2 separate regions of the Canis lupus genome follow, and region 1 is linked to region 2. Evidence: chromatin contacts called from public Hi-C data. All regions are on one chromosome and are shown on one strand. Each heading gives the region's core, a stretch centred on a gene start, on an enhancer-like site or on the middle of the called end of the contact. The rest is flanking DNA. Distances are from core to core; before and after follow the strand shown.

The links. Hi-C and Micro-C count contacts between places; a contact is called where the count stands out from the background.
Region 1: a Hi-C map of blood shows a contact between it and region 2, with 10 times the contacts expected there. The contact joins the promoter of TBRG1 here to the promoter of CCDC15 in region 2. A contact is called at or near these places in 2 of 9 Hi-C or Micro-C datasets (both in blood).

What each region holds. Positions count from the first base shown.
Region 1 is chr5:9,800,884-9,808,254 of UU_Cfam_GSD_1.0, forward strand. It overlaps TBRG1 (transforming growth factor beta regulator 1), which reads right to left and starts at 1,977. Exons shown (of 8, transcript XM_038535816.1): 1 at 1,631-1,977. The coding sequence starts at 1,780. LOC106558784 (a long non-coding RNA gene) reads left to right here and starts at 2,046. Exons shown (of 4, transcript XR_005359113.1): 1 at 2,046-2,301; 2 at 4,463-6,333.
Region 2 is chr5:9,519,488-9,526,307 of UU_Cfam_GSD_1.0, forward strand. CCDC15 (coiled-coil domain-containing protein 15) reads right to left here and starts at 5,319. Exons shown (of 16, transcript XM_038535774.1): 1 at 5,065-5,319; 2 at 4,649-4,837. The coding sequence starts at 4,828.

The sequences.
Region 1 (7,371 bases), core at 727-3,226, 280 kb after region 2:
CCACCCTGAGCTCAAGAGTCAGATGCTTAACCAACTGAGCCACCCAGGCACGCCAAGAGGAGCTATAATTCAAATCAAAATAGTCTATATTGCTGGGTGAGCTACTCTACCTTGCAGACAAACTTTTAAAACAATGTACAGCTTTTAAAAACTTTAAAAAGTTTTTTAAAGGTAGAGTCAAGTTCCACTATGGGCAGGGTAATTATATAACTTACTAAAACTGGGACATGTCTGAATGAAAAGGGGATGCTGGTAATTATTTTGCCAGTACAGTGTGGTAGAACTAGGGTTGCCCTAGGCAAACCAAGATATATGATCACCCTAATTAGGGTAGCCTTTGGCAGAGAAAAGGGCATACGGCTTAAGTTTAATCCTTCCAAATATGAGAAATGTCCATTCCCAAGTGCCTTGATTCTTGGGGAGCTCACAAAACCAATGTAACCCAAAGCATCTCATGCTACATGAACCCTGAAGAGTAGACCTGGGTAGAACAAAATCCACTGTAATATGCAAAATTCTTAAACTTCGTAATCTACTCATGGGTACTCAAGAATCATCTGTCTTTCTGATGCAATCTGTTTGCCAAGCATGAGCTGTAAAGGACACACTCTCCTCTGGATGTTCCCCAGGGGAGACCTCGCACTCTGAATGTTCAAAGCGGCACCCCCTTCTCTCCACAATGCCTGCTTCCAGTACTGGATGGAACCAACCTCCTTCTGGTAACCTAGACCTTAGGTACCGCTGACATGTAGGGAGGGCATAAAAGAAAGGGAATGGCCAATGAAGTATCAAGTCCTCTTCATTCTACTTCCTTCATTTCTCTCCAGAGCGCACAGCAAGTGCTAAGTGATTGCTTCTGGAAAGAATGTTTAACTTCCAAACCTTCCCTTAGGCTTCCCCCAAAAAGCTGAGAGAATGTTGGAGCTTTTGGTGGAGAGGAGAGGGTAAGGTGGGGGATTCAGACGTGGGAAGCGCGACTGAGGACTCGGTTCCCGACTTCCCAGCCCGGAGGCAGGCAGGCCTGGGCGAGCCGGGATAAACCGTAACACGGACCGGGGCCTGCAGGCCAGCTCGCTCGGTCGGTAGACTCAGTGCCTCTACAACAGAAGAACAAGCAGAGACACTAGAGAGGCTCAAGGTATTAAAAGGGGGCGGGGGTGGGGGTAAATGACTGGAAAGCTTCCCGGGCCTGCTTGGGGCAGGGGTCAGTTGTGTGTATTCAGGGTGCCTGGGAATAAGCTCTGTAGTGGAAGTGGTAGAGAAACCGGGGCCAGTGATCGGGGCAAATCATCTTTGGGTTTCAGTGCCTCCCTCTAGGGTCCTCTTGAGAATCCAACGCCTTTCCCAGAGCGTTGCGGCCAGAGGGGCAAGGACCGCCAAGTCCCCGGCACGTCCTCGGGGTGCCGAGCACTCCACCTTCCTCACTTCAATCTTCACCAACTCCGAAAGGCAGGCAGCGGGCTCGGAAACGACCTAAGGCGTCCGGGGTCGCCCGGCGGGCGGGCCTAGCGGGTGTGCGCAAGCCGACACCGCGGTGCCCGCCGCCCCGCCCGGGGAGCGCCGTGCGGAGACGCGTCGCGAGGGAGAGGAGTGTCGAGGCGGACAAGCGCCGAGCGGCGGTCAGACTCACAAACACGGTGGCTTTGGCCGCTTTGCGCAGCCGCAGGTACTTGAGCCGGTACTTCTCGTTCTGGCTCTTCTTCGGGAGCTTTTTCATCCTGGCCTTGCTGGACGGCAGCGGGGCGCGCGGCGAGGAGGCCGGGCCGCCCAGCAGGCTCATGGTCCGGCCCCGCTACGGGGCCTCCCGGGCGCGGCCGGCATCGGCTCCCAGGCCGAGGAGCGCCGGCTTCGTCTCGTCGGGGCTGCCGGGACCCGGCCTTCCAGGATCTAGCCTTCCAGAACGTTCCCGAGGCGGACGGCGGCACCAAAGCTCCGTCCGCCGCCCTCGGCCCCGGGGCCTCCCCGCACTTCCGCGTCGGGGAGGAAGTGAGCCCTGCCCGGAAGTGATGTAAGGGCGCCGCGGATAACTTCCGGGGCGGCGAGCCTGGGTTGGGCGCGGCTGCGAACGTCTCGGCGGTGGGGCGGCTGTGTGCCTTCCCGGCCCGGGTGTGTGTGTGGAGGGGGCGCCGCGAACCCCGCGGTCTCGCCGGCGCGGGCCTCTCACGCGCTCCGTCCCCGCAAGGGCCACACCCGGACCGCGGGGCTTCCCGGTGCAGTCCGCTCCTGAAAGGTTTCCTGAGAGCCGATTAGGCCGTGGTTTTTACCAGAATGGAAAAAAAAAAAAGGCTTCTGCTCCTTCAGGTCAGACGCTAATAGGAAAGACAAGGTCTAACCACACAGTTGCTTTTTAAAAGATTTTATTTATTCGTGAGAAAAGGAGAGGCAGGCTCCACGCGGGGAGCCGGAAGTGGGACTCGATCCCGGGACCCCAGGGTCACGTGCTCCACCGCCGAGCCCCGCCCCCCCGTGTCCCGCTAAACGTGCAGTTTTAAGAACACGAGCACCAAGTGTAGGCAGTCTGGATGTTTCCCTGACGAAACCGAAAATAGGTTTCTGCACCTGTAACCTGTGTTTATTTAGGGCTAACTTGGTAACGAAGGGGTATCCAAAGTCATCACATAAGGGGTGTAGACAATCGTATGGGAAGCAGTATTGACCTATTGATCGGTAAAGGCTCAGGTCTGCAAGGCAAAGAGGCTTGTAGTCGTGCTTATTCCAGCGATGCCGCCGAGGAGCTCGCGGGTTTTCCCGTTTAACGCTCTGTACTGCTCGGAATAATGGGAGCCCGTGAGGGTTGTGAGCTGTGAGGTGTTCTGACTGATGTAAAATAGGATTTCGGTTATGGGTTCAAGATGTAGACCTCTAGAGTTGTATGTGGAGTTAAAGGGGAATATGGACCTAGTTAAAACAAGTTCCACGGATTACAGGGGTGGGTTGGGGGGGGGGGAATGTAATGCTAATGGGTATAAGTAACTTAAAGTCAGAGTTCAAAAAAAAAAAAAAAAGAGGTTTTGAATGGGTAATCCAGGTATTTCATTTCTCATAACTGTAAAAATAATGACAGGGTCTGACCAAGTGGTTTTAACACAGAGAAGCCTTATGAAAGTTCTTTTTTGTCCCTCCGTATTGAAAGCTGCCCCTGTTGGACTTAGCAGGGTCTTAATAGAGCAACTCCTCGGGGAGCCAGTGTATTTTCACAAACATACTCGAGAATTATTTTTCGAAACTGCCAGGCATATGTAAGCCTACAAAATGTACACAATATCCTATCTTTGCTAGTATAGACTGGTTCTTGGAACCTGAGAAAAGATAAATTGAGCGATAGGAAGAGATTGTCGTCCCCCCCCCCCCAATCTATTTGCCAATTGCATGATTTGTTTGCTGTCCAGCTGTATTTTGTCCTTGCAGGCTTTGTGATCTGACTTTATTTTCACCATTCCCCTTCATATACCCGTATCCTACCTTGTGGAAGGGAAAGCATGACCATTGCTTTAGTTTTCGAGCTGCTCTGGCCAATGGATTTCAGTGGAATTTGCGTTAAGATATTATTTTTTTCTTCATTAGAAACCTTTCCTTTCAATTTGTGAAATGTGTACAAGTTTTAGACATTTAAGAAATACAGTAGGAAGAAGAATTTTAAAAATCCATAATGTTGCAACTTTTAATGTGGGACTATGTGTATTTAATACTTTCATGCATTTTTATGTATTTTAGATAATACAATGTTGCCTTTTTAAAAAAGATTTTATTTATTTGTGAGACACACAGAGAGGAAGGCAGAGACACAGGCAGAGGGAGAAGCAGGCTCCCTTCAGGGAGCCCGATGTGGGACTCGATCCCAGGACCCCGGGATCACAACGTGAGCCAAAGGCACACACTCAACCACTCAGCCACGCGGGCATCCCCAATGTTTCCTTTTTGTTCACTTACCATTATTATATTATTTGTTATATATATGTTATGTATATATTATATTTGTTCGCTTACCATTGTTATACTATTATTATTGTCATTTTGTGGTGTTATTATGACTGCTTTATAAGCATAATTTCCAACAGATGCTTAATATTCCAATAATGGCATAATTTTACACAATTCCTTCCATGTTGTTTGGCTTTTTGGTCATCAGTTGTTGTGAAGTGCATGTTTGTGCAGAAAGCTTTTCTTACACAAGATTACTTAGGGGCTGGGTCTGTGTGCTCTAAACAATGTAACATTGTCAAGCAAGGTTCAGTCATTATTCAGAAGAATGTTAATTTAGTGCCCACTATGATGCAACTTTTAGGAAACTGATTAAAGGGGATAAAGATAGGCACATAAATGGACGGTATTAATAAAGTGTAATAGCTTTTATCTCAGAGGTAGGTATTCAATATGGCAGCACATAATTAGAGAACAGGGGAGGAGACAGGGAAGCCTTCTTTTTTTTTTTAATTTTTTTTTTTTTATTTATTTATGATAGTCACAGAGAGAGAGAGAGGCAGAGACACAGGCAGAGGGAGAAGCAGGCTCCATGCACCGGGAGCCCGACGTGGGATTCGATCCCGGGTCTCCAGGATCGCGCCCTGGGCCAAAGGCAGGCGCCAAACCGCTGCGCCACCCAGGGATCCCCAGGGAAGCCTTCTTGAAGAAAATATGGCTGGGCAGACTCTGAAGGAGAGCTAGTGGCCGGCCAGTGAAGAACGGAGGAGGGCATCTTGGGCAGCCAAGACAGCATATTCAAAGGCTCAGCATCATGAGAAGCATGGGAGCAATGCAATATTTCTACTTACCTATATAAGGAAGTCTATAAAAGGCCTGAAAATACAAAATTCTCTGAAGAAGTATGCGGTCCTAAAAAGAAATATCAAATACCCACATGGTATTGTGGGCTGAGCAGGGCCATTGAAGTCAGATCGAGGTTCCATTAGGTCCAGACACAGGGATGGAAGTTAGAAGCTAAGATTGGGTAATGAGACAGAGAAGAGAGGGCAGGGGCTCAACAGCACTCAGTGTTCAGTGACTGGCTGTTCAGTGATTGGCTGTAAGTGGAAGGGGTATAGCATCCCCTGGAGTATTAGAAGCACACCTGGGCCCATTAGGAGTTGTGAAGGAGACCACAACCCATAATCCCAGCCCTTGGCGAAGTGGGTCCCTGGTTTAGATGATGAAAACCACCTTAGCTCCACCCACAGCTGATGCATGGCCTTGTCCTTGTCCTATGCTGTCCTAACCCCCAAGAACAGATAACCAGTCCCTGCATCGTTATCTTCTGGCCTACTCTGCAGGCCACACAGGGTCTAGGCAAGGTCAATGACTTCCACAAAGCAAGCTGGCAAGTTCTTAGGATTTAGGCCACACCACAGGATCTCTGGGGATTTCACATTTTTATTCACTTGGCAGATTGCCCCACATGCTCTTTGGGTTAAGCTGAGTGTGATCCTAGAAGGGCCATGCAGTAAATATACCGAGGAGAACCTGCCTCCATACGTAGCCGTTAGAACTTTCGTTCCTCGAAGAATATCTAGACTTTTAGTTTAGTTTTAGTTTTGCTTTTCTATCTTCAAAGAATGCTCTAGACCTAATTTTTTAGTTTGACTCTTCAGCTCTAACTTTCAGATTTGTTTTCATGCGTTGATTTTATCTTCTCACCTTTAGCAAAACATAATCCAGGATGTATGATTCAGCTGAATCCACACTTAGCTTTTCTAAAGTGGATATTTTTGTACATTAGTGTGTGAGGCTTGTGAAGAAGAGATTTTTTTTACTTTCCATAAAATTTCTTGCTCAGTGGTTTCTTAACTATGGGTTTTCATCACATACTTGGTGGGTGAGATGTTTAGGTTTTGAGGGTTCTAAGCCAGCCAACAATGTCATGAAATCAACCACTGTGTCAATGTTGTGCTTCTGGGTGGTCGTGTCCTTCAAAGCACATAAGACGCTCAACCAGCTGAAAGAGATGAGCTCAGAGATATTGGCTCGGAGGAAAAGAAGGATCACGTTGAGGTCATTGATGGGGCATCCCAGCATCTTTCTGCTGAGAAGATCAAAAGCGGGGAGCATCTCGTAGATGGATAGGAGTCGTTTGTCCCACCGACATAGTCGGGTGAGGTTGTATATTATCACTGGCACCAAGAGGGTGTATATTGTTATACTGGAGAGACTAACAATTTGCAGAACTGACAGAGAGGTCAGCCTGCATGTGATCAGTTGGGGCATGTGGGTCTCATCACTTAGCAGCCCTGTCTTGACGGAGCAGCTGAATTCCTCTTGGAAGAAGACATCCAGGTGGAAGTGGCCAAGGTACAGGTAGATGGCTGAGGTGAAGAGGAGCAAGAGGGAGTTCCTCAGGAGGTAGGTAGCCACTAGGGAATGTGAGCGCTGCTTACATGCCAGGTACCGCTCTAGCAAGGGGAATTCAAAGTATCGTTCCTTCCGAGCCCTGGGCAGGGGAAGAAAGGAGGCAGGGTTAGGAGAGACCCATTTAGAACCACATCTGGAGAGAGCCACGTGGGGAAAGTAATGGAATTTGTGCATCCGACGTGGCGTTCTTGGCTCACACGAAAATCTGCCTTCCCTGAGCATAACCACTCCTCTCCCTAAAGAGGTGTGTGAGTATACTTAATTCTGCAACTGTTGAGTGCAAGGTGGTCAACCCAGTGAATGACCAGTGAATAACAAATGGTCACACTGGCTTTCTGCCCAGCAAAGCAGACTAAACCTTGAAGCTGAAACAGAATCCTTTGGAAGCAATAGGTTTATTAAATTAGCACTGAATTGGGAAGTCTAGATAACCACATTCTGGTTCTCGGTCTGTATACTCTGTGTATGATTTGTAGGCCACTCCATTTTATAAAAAATTAATATGCTAAAAACAAATATGCCTAATAAATAATAGGCATTGGTTGGGAGCTGTGGTGTTCAGGCACATGTAAGCCAGCCTCTGCTTCGAAGAAGTTTACCATCTGGCCTGTGGGGAAGATGGCAGATAAGATATGCAAATAGGCAATAAAAATTGTGCTTGATTTGTGGCTAAATTGATGGGTACACACCACGGTGTTGTAGAAGTTAGGAGAGAGGTGACTCATGGGCCGGAGTGTTCAGAAACCTTTACAGAGAGTATAAGAGTTGGTTTTCAAGAGGTTGAGTTCAGAAAGATAGACGGGAGAGGAGCTCTTTTCAGAGGAAAAATTATGTGCCCAAACATGAGAGACGGAATAGTGTCAGGTCTCAGCTCAGCGCTCCTCTTGATGGGGCCTCCCTTGGCCGCCCTATTTAAAGCTGCCCCACTCCACAGCTTCCCAGCTTTCCTGACCCCCTCACCTGGCTTTACTTTCCTTTCATACCCCTCATCTTCTGCCGTATAATTTGCTTATGTGTTGTGTTTACCTG
Region 2 (6,820 bases), core at 4,069-6,568:
AACCTATCTTATATCACACATTTTCTAAAATGAGTAAAATAGTCCAAATCCAGTAGATTGTTCATCACTCACTAAATATGTCCTATTGTAAAATAGCTTCGCGCTCAGATTTATGCTCCATTTTTAACCTAGCATGCCCTTCCTGTCATCTCCATCTAGTAAGGTAAAGGCCTTTTCACTCTTTAAGATCATCTAATACCCAACCACCTAGGACCTTCCACAATCCATTCTTCTTCTGAGCTCTCCCATGCTGTAGTATCTCTCACTCTTATTAATGTTAATTGAGAGCAAAACTTCTTAACTCCCCCAGTAGATTAGGTATACTTTGAAGGCAGGAAATGTATTTAATTCTCCTTTGTTGCCTCTACAGTATATAACAGAGAGCCTTGAATATAAAGGTACTCGATATTTATGTAATGCTCAATCACAAAACATAGTCAAAACAATCCAGAAATTTTATCCCATTTGAGTCCCTGATCACTACTCCCTTCCTCTGAGTGCCCTGAATAACAACCATGTACATCATAATTAAAAGCAGTTACCATTACTAAAGATCTGTTACAAGACAAACACTTTTAACTACATTATATCACTGAATCCTGGAAACTACCTCCAATAGAAAGCATTCTCTGTCCTATATTAAAGAAGAGGAAACTGGGGCTCAGAAAGATTCATCTTCAGTAGTAGCCCGAGATCCTAATGCTGGCAAGTAATAGAGCTAGAAGTTTCTGACTCCAATACGTATGCCCTATACTGTACTGTTTTTCTCTTGACTATGTTTCTCTTTCAAAAAGAATCTTCAAATTAAATAAATCATACTCCTATTGAGTCCTTCTTCTGACACAGTGATTCCAAATTCTAGTTTAGAAGGTGCTCAAATATATCACAAGTCATTAACTCTCAAAATCAAATGAACTTAAATTCCAATTAAAATTAAATTATTTTCTAATTAAATTAAATTATTTAATTTCCTTAGAAATTAAATTTTCTAAGGAATCTACCTCATATTTTACACAAGTATATATCTAGGAGTGTATAAAACAAATATCAAAGAACAATTATAGGTAAAATAATTCCAAAGGAAAGATACAGGTAGTAAAGCCTGAACAACTGACCGAAAGTAACTCAAGTCCCAGAAAATTAAAGCCATCCTGCTTCTTTTACTTTCATTATCTGTCAGCTCCCTCTTTTAACCCCATACTGTTTGATTATCAAACATCTTACTGAAGTATATGACTGATTTTAACTGTGAATCTCAACTGTAAACCAAAGATAAGAGTATACCACATTTTAGAAACATACTTTTCTTAGCAAACACCATTGTATAAGGCCACCAAAACCCAAGAACATTGTCCCATGTTTGGAATGTTAGGAGATTCCCAGAGTCAAATAAATTTGAGGAATACTGAGTTAAGCAAAAATACATACTGTTTCAATTGTACAACTAACTCCTCATAGACCTTTTGAATCCTAAGGACTATCCAAGGGGACAATAAAGGATGAAGTGTTTCTCACAACAACCAAAGGACATTTTTGCCTAATTCACATATGATGGAACTGATACTTAGATTTTGCAGTAGTCTCCAAAGATGATCTCCCCTTCTCCCCACAGTGAACCAAACCTCCCGGTATTTATGCTCTTGTGAAGTAATCTCCCATACTGACTGTAGTCGGGCTCTGAATAGCCAACAGAATGAGGAAGAATTGGCTCCATGACTTCTCCAGCAAGGTCATAAAGCAACTTCCACTTCCACCGCCTTAGAGCGCTCACCCTTGGGGAAACCAGCCACCATGTAAGAATTCTACCCTTAGACACCATGCTGAGAGGAAGGAAGCCCAAGCTAGCCAAGTAGAGAGATCGTGTGGAAAAAGAAAGCATCCAGCAAGCCCCTAGCCATTCTAGTCATCCTAGCCCAAGTGCCAGGTATGTGAATAAGAAAGCCATCTTGGACATTACAGCCCAGTAGATGCCAAATGAAGAAGAACCAAGAAAACCAACAAACAGCCAGAACCCAGTAAGCTTGTCCCAGACATCTCCAACTATTTTAGCTGTCCCAAGTGAGGCTTCAGATGCAATGTTGCAGACAACTGCTTGAAATCCTGACACACAGTATCTTTTGCTTTATGCCACTAGGATCCAGGTTTGTTACACAAACAGATAAAATATAAAATAATGCAATAGCCATAAAATGCTGATAGAACTGCAGTGTCTTTTGATGCTAATTTACTTAATGGAAGGGGAGGTCTGAAACTATAGTACTTTTAGGAATCTTGATGGCTCTGAAACGGGACAAAATGATTAGGAGTTTCCCTTTAGAATAACCATATTAGGTCTACCATGCTCTAGAAGTAACTATTCAGCATTTATTCTGAGCTGACAAGAGCTGCATCTGTTAATAAGGGTTGCTTCCCAAGACAGTATGTGCTAAATCAGTAGAGTTCTATGAGATGCTTGATCAAACTGCCTTTGACTGGTACTGATCAGAATTTTTTAAATGAGGGAAAAGAGACATGTTTATATTTTTTTCCAAGACTAATATTTTGAGTTAATATTTGGGAACATGAGATTCAATTGTCTAACATAGAAAAAGAAAATTTTGGTGGTTTTTAGGCATTTTGCTACTACATGATCAAGGTGTCATAATTTGAGCAATGAAAAAGAAGTGTCACTAACTTAAACATCAAAATATCTTTGTACCAAATCTTATCAATTCTTCTGGCTTATTTCTTACCTTTACTCCTCTTCATTCCTACTTCAACCTCCCTTTTTTAGGGCTTTCCCTCTTTATTCTTTACCATTAAATAAGTCTCGATGCCATACATACTTCATGGCTAAATTGTTATAATTACATCCTAATTTGTCTCCCATGAGCCAATCTATCCCTTACCTCAAAACAAAACAAAACAAAACAAACAAAACAAAAAACAAAAAACAAAACAAAAAAAAAAGGAATTGAAGCAACTAACCTAATCAGAACACTGTTTTATCATTAAATTCATCTGCAAATATTAAACAATGAGATCAATCCCTTATCCAAAATTTCCTGTGGTTCCTATTGCTCCTATTTTTTTTACAATCCTATCAACCACCATATCCTTATGAAGCTTCCCACTCCAATTCATCTAATCTACCCTTAGAATCCAGAAAACATTTTGCTCACTTCCCACTCTCCCCATTCTCCTTAATTGGGAGAATCATCCTCCTTCTCTGACCATCTAAATTCTTCATTAACTTGCCTGTATCACATCAACCCAAAGTCCTATCTTTCTTCTTTAAGTATCATAGTCATAGCACTTAATCATATACTACTTAGACAATACCCTTTTTTGGAAATAGGCAGAAGAGGAATAAATGAATGTGTGTGTGTATACAAAAAAATAAAATGGACATATGACATTGCTTTGCTACTTAAGATTTACTTTAAACAGGTCTCATTTCTTCTCTGAGATCAAGGACCACTCATATTTTTCATCTTATGTTCAATATTTTGTCTACACATCCTGAAGACAATCACACAATTTGCGCATTCCACTTATTAGACACTAAAATGAAGTTGGGGGCAGGTTAATAAATAAGATTTTTTCCTTGTGCTCTGGAAGCTCACACTCCATCAGGAAAGGCAGATATGTAAACAACTTACTATGAATATAACATGGTAAATGCCACAACAAAATTCCAACAAAGAGCTAAGGGGCACAGTATAGTGAAAGACTATCAACAATCTTCTTTACAAAATTGTCCTCCTGTGTTAATGGTGACATATGGGAGTTACTAGGTAAACAGGCACACAGGTAAACTTTGCAGAAGTTTCCCTTCATCTGAAATGCTCTTCCCTACCGTCTGTACTTATAACATTTCCATTTTTAAGGACTATCATAGACTGTATTTCTACATCTATTCTACATCTATTCACTCATTCATTCATTCAACGAGTGTTTCCTTAAAGACTTACTATATGACAGGATAGGAATGAACAAAAAATAAAGGTCCCTTTTCTTTTGGACCTTATAGTTAAACGTTCTCTGGGCGCCTCCGCGGCTCAGTGGTTGAGGGTCTGCCTTTGGCTCAGGTCGTGATCCTGGGGTCCTGGGATCGAGTCCCACATCGGGGACCTTGCAGGGAGCCTGCTTCTCCCTCTGCCTGTGTCTCTGCCTCTCTCTCTGTGTCTCTCATGAATAAACAAATAATATCTTTAAAAAAACAAAAAACAAAACTCTCTCAGAATAACCCCAGTCAGAATTAATATTCCTTCCCTTACTCTCTTACTGCGTCTGAGTCTTATTGATTCTACACACTTACTGTAACTTTAAGAATCAACTAATGTAAAAAAAAAAGGAACCCATTAATGTTACTTACACACACTAAGTGTGGCAACTGTGGCAACTGTGATCCCTACTACCTTGGAGGGCGTCTGCAAGATACAGCCAGTGCCTCCGTCTTGTGCCTAGCAAGCAGTCTAGACCTTGTGAATTAGACAGTTTTGGCAGACACCTGTGCGTTCTGCAATCCTAATTCAGGAACATACTCATTTTACAACAGAAGGGAAAGGACTGTTCATGTTTATCTAAGCACCGATTAGAGAGGGCTAATATGGGGGGGGGGGTCGGGGGGGAGGCCCCACTACACCTGCATCGAACTGACACTCACATACGCGGGGACTTCCGAACTATCTGGCGAGGCCGCTTCCACCCAGGCCCCAACCGGCATTACAGCCTGGTTCCTCTCGGCCAGCACCGCCAGCACGTCCTTGCTCTTCAGGGGGTTTAGGGCCAGGGGCATCCTCGTGGCGTGGCGAGGCTTCTGGAGGGGGGCCATACTTCCCGGCATCTGCGACTCCTGGGCAAGCAGAAAGTTAACGCTTAAAACCCTCCGAGGACGGCGTGGAAAGCTCCACCCCGCCCCCCGCCCCCCGCCCCCCGCCGCAAGCCTGCTGCGGAGGCGCCAGGAAAGCAGAGAAGCCTTCGAGAGGCGGCGGTGGAAGAACAATCCCGGAGAAGGAAGGAAGGAAGGAAGGACGGGAAAGAGGAGTAGGAAGAAATTAAGAGGGAGAGTGTAAAGCCTGCCTCCGGGAAGGAATGGCGATCGGAGGGGAGAGAACCTAGAGCGGCCCACGGGTGGCCCCGCCCGGAGAGGGAGGACGGGCCGCAGCAGCCCGAGGGAACGGGGCCGGCAACCGGAGTCTGAGGCAGGGCCCAAATAACCGGTGTCCCGCTACGGGGGGAAGCGCGCCACCGACTCCAACTATTCCGGACACTACGGTAACCGCCTCCAGCAAACCGCCACTTTCGGGAGGGCCGCCCGGTCCCGCCCCGCCCCGCCCCGCCCTGCCCCTGCCCTTCCGGGCGGCCTTGTAGCCTCCCCTTCCGGTCTTGAGTCCCCGCCCCGGGGCTGGGAAAGCGTGCGGGGCGGGACTCCGGGCTCCGCATGGACGTCACTTCCGCTTGGTGGCCGGCTGAAGGGGCGGGGCCTGTGAAGGCGCGGGAGACTGGGCGGGAACGAGTGGGCTCGCGGGGCTGCTGGGTAACGGGGCCCGGGGCGTGGCCGGCTGCAGGTGCTTTTGTGGTCCTGGCGCAGGGACCAGCCCGAAAATCCCTCCGGAGAGGGTTGGGGGGAGCTGAGGAGCGCAGACCGGGAGGGGCGGGGGTCCCGGTGGAGGGAAGCAGGAGAAAAGGATGGGAAAGGGTGGCCCTGGCCGGGCGTCCTGGAGGAACGAGCTAACCGTGGATGCTGCGGCTCCTGGGGACACCTCGTTCCCTTTATGAGACTGTTTACTAGTTTCTTGAATTCGAATATCGCAGCATCGTGAGAGGTCACCCTCTCTGCTCCAAGCTCTACTGGGATTCTGGGGACACCTCCTTATCCCTGTGAAATACCCATGCATTCATTCATTTCACATATAATTGGGAGCTTTTTAACATACCGGTACTGTTCTGGGCGCTGGAAATCGACACCAGTGAACAAAACAAACAGCCCTTGTTAGTGGAATTTGCAGTCTAACGAGAAGAAGTAAGCAAATAAACACATGAATAAGTAAATGTGTCTTGGTGCTGATGAATATCGTTGATATAAGCAAAGAAGGAAGATAGCGTTGTGGGCGTCTTTCTGTGTTTATTGAGCACCCAAGAAAAGCGTGATCTACGATAGCAAGAAAAGAAGTGTGGGGAGAGGCAATGAATGTGTAGATAGGATGACTAGAGAAGATTTCATTGAAGTACTTAAAAAAAAAAAAAAGATTTTATTTGTTTGAGGGAGAGTGCCCAAGCTGGGGGGAGGAGCAGAGGGAGAAGCAGACACCCCGCTGAGCAGGGAGCCCCCGGCTCAGTCCCAGGACCCTGAGATCATGACCTGAGCCAAAGGCAGTGGCTTAACCAACTGAGCCACCCAGGCGCCCCCACTGAGGTCCCTTTGAGCAAAGGCTTCGAGGCAAACTCCCATGATACAATGGAACAAGCTACTGTCACCTTCAAAGGAGAGTTAAGGGTTCCAGGTAGCGAGGACAGCAAGCACAATTGCTCCAAAGTAGCTGAGAAACAGCAGGGAGGCTGGTGTGACTGGTGGAGTGAGAGAAGGAGAGAGTATTGGGGTAGGCAGTCGAAAGTTAGGGGGTGGGCAATCACATAAAGCATTGCAAGCCATGGAAAGGCATTGAGATGGGGAACCACTGGAGGGTTTTGAGCAAAGGAATGCCATAATGTGACTTAAATTGTTAAAAAAAAAAATCACTGTGGATGCTGTATTGAGAATAGACTGCATGAGGCAGGAGTATAAATAAGTAGTAGGCCAAGTAAGAGACTATTTATTACAATAATTCCAATAGGA